Regions from separate parts of the Anas platyrhynchos genome. Here region 1 is linked to region 2. A link is a contact called in public Hi-C data. All regions are on one chromosome and are shown on one strand. The core of a region is the stretch at or near the end of the contact, and the rest is flanking DNA. Distances in the headings are between cores, read along the strand shown. Region 1 holds the start of AMMECR1 (AMMECR nuclear protein 1). Region 2 overlaps TMEM164 (transmembrane protein 164).

Region 1 (2,709 bases), core at 19-2,518, 130 kb after region 2:
GTCCTGGCAGCAGATACAGATAGCTTCTGATTGCTTCCTCTATCTGAAGGCCTCCCTACCTCAAGTGCAAAGTCAGGCTTTCTAAAACCTCTCAGCAGGACAGCAGACACCAAGTTGCAGTCAAAGATTTGGATGCTGTACATTAAGCCCTCAGGAGGTTTCTCTTTTTGCAATCATCATACCAGTAATCTGGAAAGGATAAAACAATTCAGTTTCTCAGAGAAGCCTCAAGTACAGGAAGGGAAGGACCAGAAGAATCCCTTCTCCAGTTTCGGTTACCACAAATTCCCAGAATTTGGTTTGTACGTTCATTAGGAAAAGAACTGTGTTAATCTTCCTGCAGTAGTATGTATAAGTAAAATATTCTTACAAGTACTTCTATAAAACGGTATGTCCTGTAAAACAGGAATCTCATCATTCTTGCAGAGCTTACTTCATGCATTTCTGTGAGCCTGTGTATGAAGAACTGCACGATAAAACCGATTCATTTTTAGTACAACTCAGTCTGCTGCATTGGTTTTACAGCGTATTTGTCTTTGTAACGTTAGCACACTGCTGTGTGGCAGCTTTAAGGTATTATAGCAGAGCCTGTGCACAAGAGAAGATATGTATATAATTGTAAACCAACAATAGCAGGTCTTTTTATAATGTTTTCATCTACAGTATATAAAACAAGTCCCTGATTTGAATTATTTGCTGAGCTAAATAACGAGACTAACAATATACCTAAAATAGAGAAGATCAGGCAATAGAAATACCCACAGTTTCAGTAAGGATTAAAAATTACAGATCTGTAAAAGATGCTAAAATGTAAGTAAAACAAAAAACCCCTGGCACTGATCAAAATTAGTGTCAGTCACTGATTTCTAGAACACACAAAGAGACGGTGAGTATAAATGTGTTACTTACAAGTGCTGAGGATTTTAGGGAATGAAAATGGAGACCAGGAGCTGGAGACTGCCTGCCATGCCAGCAGTGTTGATTTGGAAGCGATGGACACAAATAAACGTTCAGCAAAGCTTAAAAAACTGCAATGCAAGGCTAGCCAAAAGTGTCCATGTCCTTACCGTGCTGTGGCTGGCAGGCAATCCGTGTCTGGGAGCCTTCAGTCCCTCTAATCAGGCTCCGGGGATTTTGTTTGCAAGAGAGATTGTCCTTTAAGTGATCAGTGCAGGAAAACAGAGAAATAAAGAGAAATGAGCAAATTGTACAAGGCAAATAGCTGCAGGTCTTTAGCATGCTCCCTGCGTTTTCCTAAGCTGCATCTGCAGTAGAGAAAATATCCCAAAAATAGCTCAGGCTGCCAATGACTTGCTGAAACCTGAGAAAGAATTGCTGAATTTAAAGATCTGGGTTGCTGTGGGTGTATGATTAAAGTGAGAAATTGCTGGCAGGAAGAACCTACGATGAAACCACATGTTTAAGGAGTAACTTGTGAGTTCACTGGTATCAGAACATGAGCTGACCTCTGATTTCCCCCTCCTCCAAGCAATGCCAGTTAACCCTTCGGAGTTCAGCATGGAAGAAAGTTCTGCAACAGGAGACTGGAGAGGAAAAATGACCAAAAAAGTTCTTTTCAACTGCAACATCTCTGATGCAGTGAGACTATTTTGTAGCAGTGCCGTACTTAATAAATTTCAAAGCAGTCAGGCAAGCTGATGTTTTGCAGAGGTCTTGGAAATTGCACGGTTCTAATTTCTGAAAACCTCTGCCTTCTGTGGGGTGTATGTTAAATTCCTCCTTTAAGCCATTTGTAGTCCCACAGAGTGAAAACATTTCAGGTAACATTTTGCAGGAGAAAGGGTGCTATAACACTTTGAGAATTTTTTCTGCAAGCAGTGACTTATGGACAAAATTTCAAGAATCGCTAGAGTGTCACAGCCTCAGAGGAGACACTGGTGTCTCTGTGCTGTGCCCAGAACAAATGACAGGAGCCTAAGGACTGCTCCAGGTTGTTCTGGTCTGTAGAGGTGGCGCCTATGGATTCCCTGTGCTCACACAGATCGCTGGAGTGTAGCATCCTTCAGCCCCAGCCCTCAGCTTGCTCCCTGGCACTTTTTTATGTTACTTCCCTGATTTAGAAGAGAACAAGAAGCAGTTGGCACAAAGCTGGGTACATTGGCTTGAAGCCATTTAAGTTTCCCAAATAGTGCCAAAAGTAATCCTCAGTAACCTATTTAGGACAGTGTTAAAGCTGCCAGAGCATGGGCTAGGAGCTAGTCCCCGGTTTTCTTTGTACTGACACTGAAAAGGGAAAGAGCTTTCAGTGCTATATCTGGGTTAGGTTCAGCCACATGGGACTGGGTTATGAGAAGCTGCTGCTTTTGGAAAACAATTATGCATCTGAGAAAAAAGGCTGGATATTGCCCTTACTTCAGTGTGCGTTTGTTTTGCCATCAGATTGTCAAGTCATGCCAGACAATAATGGCATCGTAAGGAGAACAACATGGGTAATGTGCTTCAGCCACAGAGATGTGTGATCATTCCGTAGGACTGTCCACTTTAAAGGACAAGCCATGAAACTATACTTCTTTAAGAATATCAGAGCATTTTGTCTTGCAAATGCTGTGTGTATGGGAATATATTTAATATATACTAGTTGCTGTCGTTTCATGCTACAGCGAAGTTCTCTGGGGCTAAGGAGTTAGGCATTTGTCCTATGAAAATAAAGAAGTAGTTAAGTTGCACATTTACAAAGGCAGAGAATGC
Region 2 (2,772 bases), core at 237-2,736:
GCACTGTGTAAGGTTCACTCTCATCCGATTATGTTCCTGCTCTCCTGCTGACAGCTTCCATGTTACTGTTCCAGCTTTTCTCTGCCTCCCGGATCCCACGTGTTAGATATAAGTGACTGGTCCGCTGCCCAGCAGTGCTGAGAGCTGGCACTTGGAGCAGCAGGGCAGCTGTGGCACTTGGCAGCTGGAGCTGTGTGCTGGGCTGCAGGCTCTTCTGCAGCTCGAGCATTTCAAGCTGGTCTTGTTCGAAGATTTAAGAGAGCTGGAGAGGAAGAGGAGGAGACAGTGTCTGTGACGTGACCCACTGAGCTTCATGCACTGGGCAGTTCCTACTGTGAAACACTTGAGCTAAAAAAGGATGTTCTGACTGGGCCCAAGGTCTGTTAAAGACTTCCCTCTACATGCAAGAGACTGAGAAGTTGAGCAATTTTATTTTATTTTATTTTTACCAGTATATGGAAGAATGACTAACAATGTGAAGGAAAAGGAAGAGCCTTCTTTATGGACTATCAAAAGTCGCTCCTGACAGGAGCAAGTAATACAAGATCTCCTGTCCAAGGTGATTTTGACAAGAGTAGCTGACGGTTGGGGAATAAAAATCTCCTGGTATAAGGTTGTGTTTTGAAATCTGCCCATAAATTCAGAACAACTGTAGGGGAAATTGCAGATTTCAGGTGATAACTAGCTCATCCTCTGGAGAACAGTTTTTCTGTTCTCCCCCTGGAAAGGAAGTTCGTTCTTTAGGCTAGCTCAATAGATCAAAATACACTATTGAAATTAACCCCTTGATTAAGGGAAATAAAACGGAATTAAGTTTGCCCTCGCCTTTTTACAGCTTGAAAATGAAGGAATTGCAACAGTTGCTCAGAGTTCTGGATCAAGTATGTATAGCTCTAGTTAGGAGACTACAAAAGGAGAATGTTTGGGGCCGGAAAACTGAAACATCTCTATTAAATATAGTAGCAAATAAAGCAAGACATTAATTAGGAAAGAGGGATTATTTTTAAACCCTATCAAATTAAAAAAATATACTGTATTTAGGTTCTAATTCTCCTATTCAAGCAGGAATAACTGTACTGCATTCTGTTTTCCTTTCTAGTAAATTGCATTCAAATTTTTACGATCCTATTATTTGATAACTTTAAATAAATATCAGTAATTCCTAAGACACTAGACATTTATAACACTGCAACTAACACAAGACTTTGCAGGGGAAGATGGAAACCAATATAAAATAAATTGAGTCTCTGTGTTGATCTTTAGATTATTCAAGCCACACTTCCATTTTGTAAATGGCAAAATTAACTGCATAGCTTGTTCAAGGTCACGCAACTCCTTGCTGCAGAAGCCGATGAAGAATCCCAAGGCCCTCAACCTATATGAAGTCCTTCCTATCAGTGCTACTGAAATAATGAAGTTTAATCTAAACTGAAAGATGCACTGCCATGCTATTTCAACACAGGAACAAACATACAGCCTACTTGGATGACCCTGATTTGAAACAGTCTCAACTGTCTGGGGCATGAGCGTTTCCGAGAATGAGATTAGTGCCAGACTGGCAGCTGGATTAAATTTTTGAAAGTGCTTAACGTATAAGAACTGCCTGTGATCCTTTGTGGATAGAGAGATAGTGAAACTCACTGCCACATATTGAAATTGATTTCTCGTGTAAGCAGCAAATAGCTTTTGCCAAAGACAACACAGGCCATTCAAACAGCCACTCAGCTGGATCTCAATTTTCCTGTTTGTATGTTTTCATTAGCAGACTGTGTACTATAGAAAATAGATCACACTGCTCTGTTAAGCAGGCATCTGTTAAATAGCAGGACAGTACAGTAATAAAATCTATAGTGATTATTTACTCAGTGACAAATGTACAGAAAATATCCCAGGTATTAATTTAAAATTAGTTCCCCCAAATGCATGTGGGAATCCAAAGCTCTCTGAAATGCTTTTCTGTGGAGGTCATTGTTTCCTTTTTGTCCCTTGATGTCCAGATAAAGATACTGCTGAAAATCACACTATCGTTCTCAGGATTGCAAAGTCTAGCAAGGAGGAAATTTTCTCTTATATAGCAAGATTGAGAGTCTGTAGTGGGTGAGAGTCACCATGTTTTTCTCCTTTTAAGTCTTGGAACAAAGAGAGGATGTAGCAGTGTGAAATTCACAGCTGTAGGAACCTGAACAGTTCTCCTAAGTGACTTCTGAAACATGATTCCTTCACTAGATTGGAGCTGGCCACAAGAAGCTGCGTTTCAAAGCCAAACTATGTCACTGATCCATTTTGTAATCTTGTGCAATTTTACTTAAAAGACTAATACTTGGGTCTTTTAATGACTGTATTCTCCCACCAATCCTGTTTCATAGTTAGGCTCACTTGTCTATTTCAGTGTTTACACACTGCACTGTAGGTCTCCCAAATCGTTCCCAATATTGAGGTCTATTATAGTTTTTCTGAGTGTTTACTTCTTTAGAATCTGTTCTCAGACTTTACAGAAACTTCTGTTATAACGTAAGCAGCTGCCAACTAGGCAAGTTCATGTGAAATTGAATATGATATAGCACTACTCTGCCAGTTTCTGGAAGCTGTTTTAGATGCCCCATGTCTGTCCGTGTTCAAGAAGCACCTGAATGATGCCCTCAGTAAATATGCTTTAACTTTTGTTTAGTCCTGAAGTGATCAGGCAGGTGGACTTTGATCTATGTAGGCTGCTTCCAACTGAACTATTCTTCTTCTATACCTTATTTAAATTTTATCTCATGTTTTGCATCT

What was found. Hi-C and Micro-C count contacts between places; a contact is called where the count stands out from the background.
Region 1: a contact with region 2 is called in a Hi-C map of F1 follicle, with 3 times the contacts expected there. The contact joins the promoter of AMMECR1 here to the enhancer-like site in region 2. A contact is called at or near these places in 4 of 8 Hi-C or Micro-C datasets (F1 follicle, liver, skeletal muscle and 1 more).

Annotation. Positions count from the first base shown.
Region 1 is chr10:5,780,134-5,782,842 of IASCAAS_PekinDuck_T2T, forward strand. AMMECR1 (AMMECR nuclear protein 1) reads right to left here and starts at 1,269. Exons shown (of 8, transcript XR_003499601.3): 1 at 1,068-1,269. All of the region lies in intron 5 of LOC110351905, which reads left to right.
Region 2 is chr10:5,654,450-5,657,221 of IASCAAS_PekinDuck_T2T, forward strand. The region is part of intron 5 of TMEM164 (transmembrane protein 164); the gene reads left to right. Among named protein-coding and RNA genes, the nearest start is that of TMEM164, 36 kb to the left of the region's middle. Within about 2 kb of position 1,487, at least 3 of the 8 cell types and tissues checked have an H3K27ac peak or open chromatin away from gene starts, as enhancers often do. A contact at or near this core is called in F1 follicle and subcutaneous adipose tissue, where this site is marked.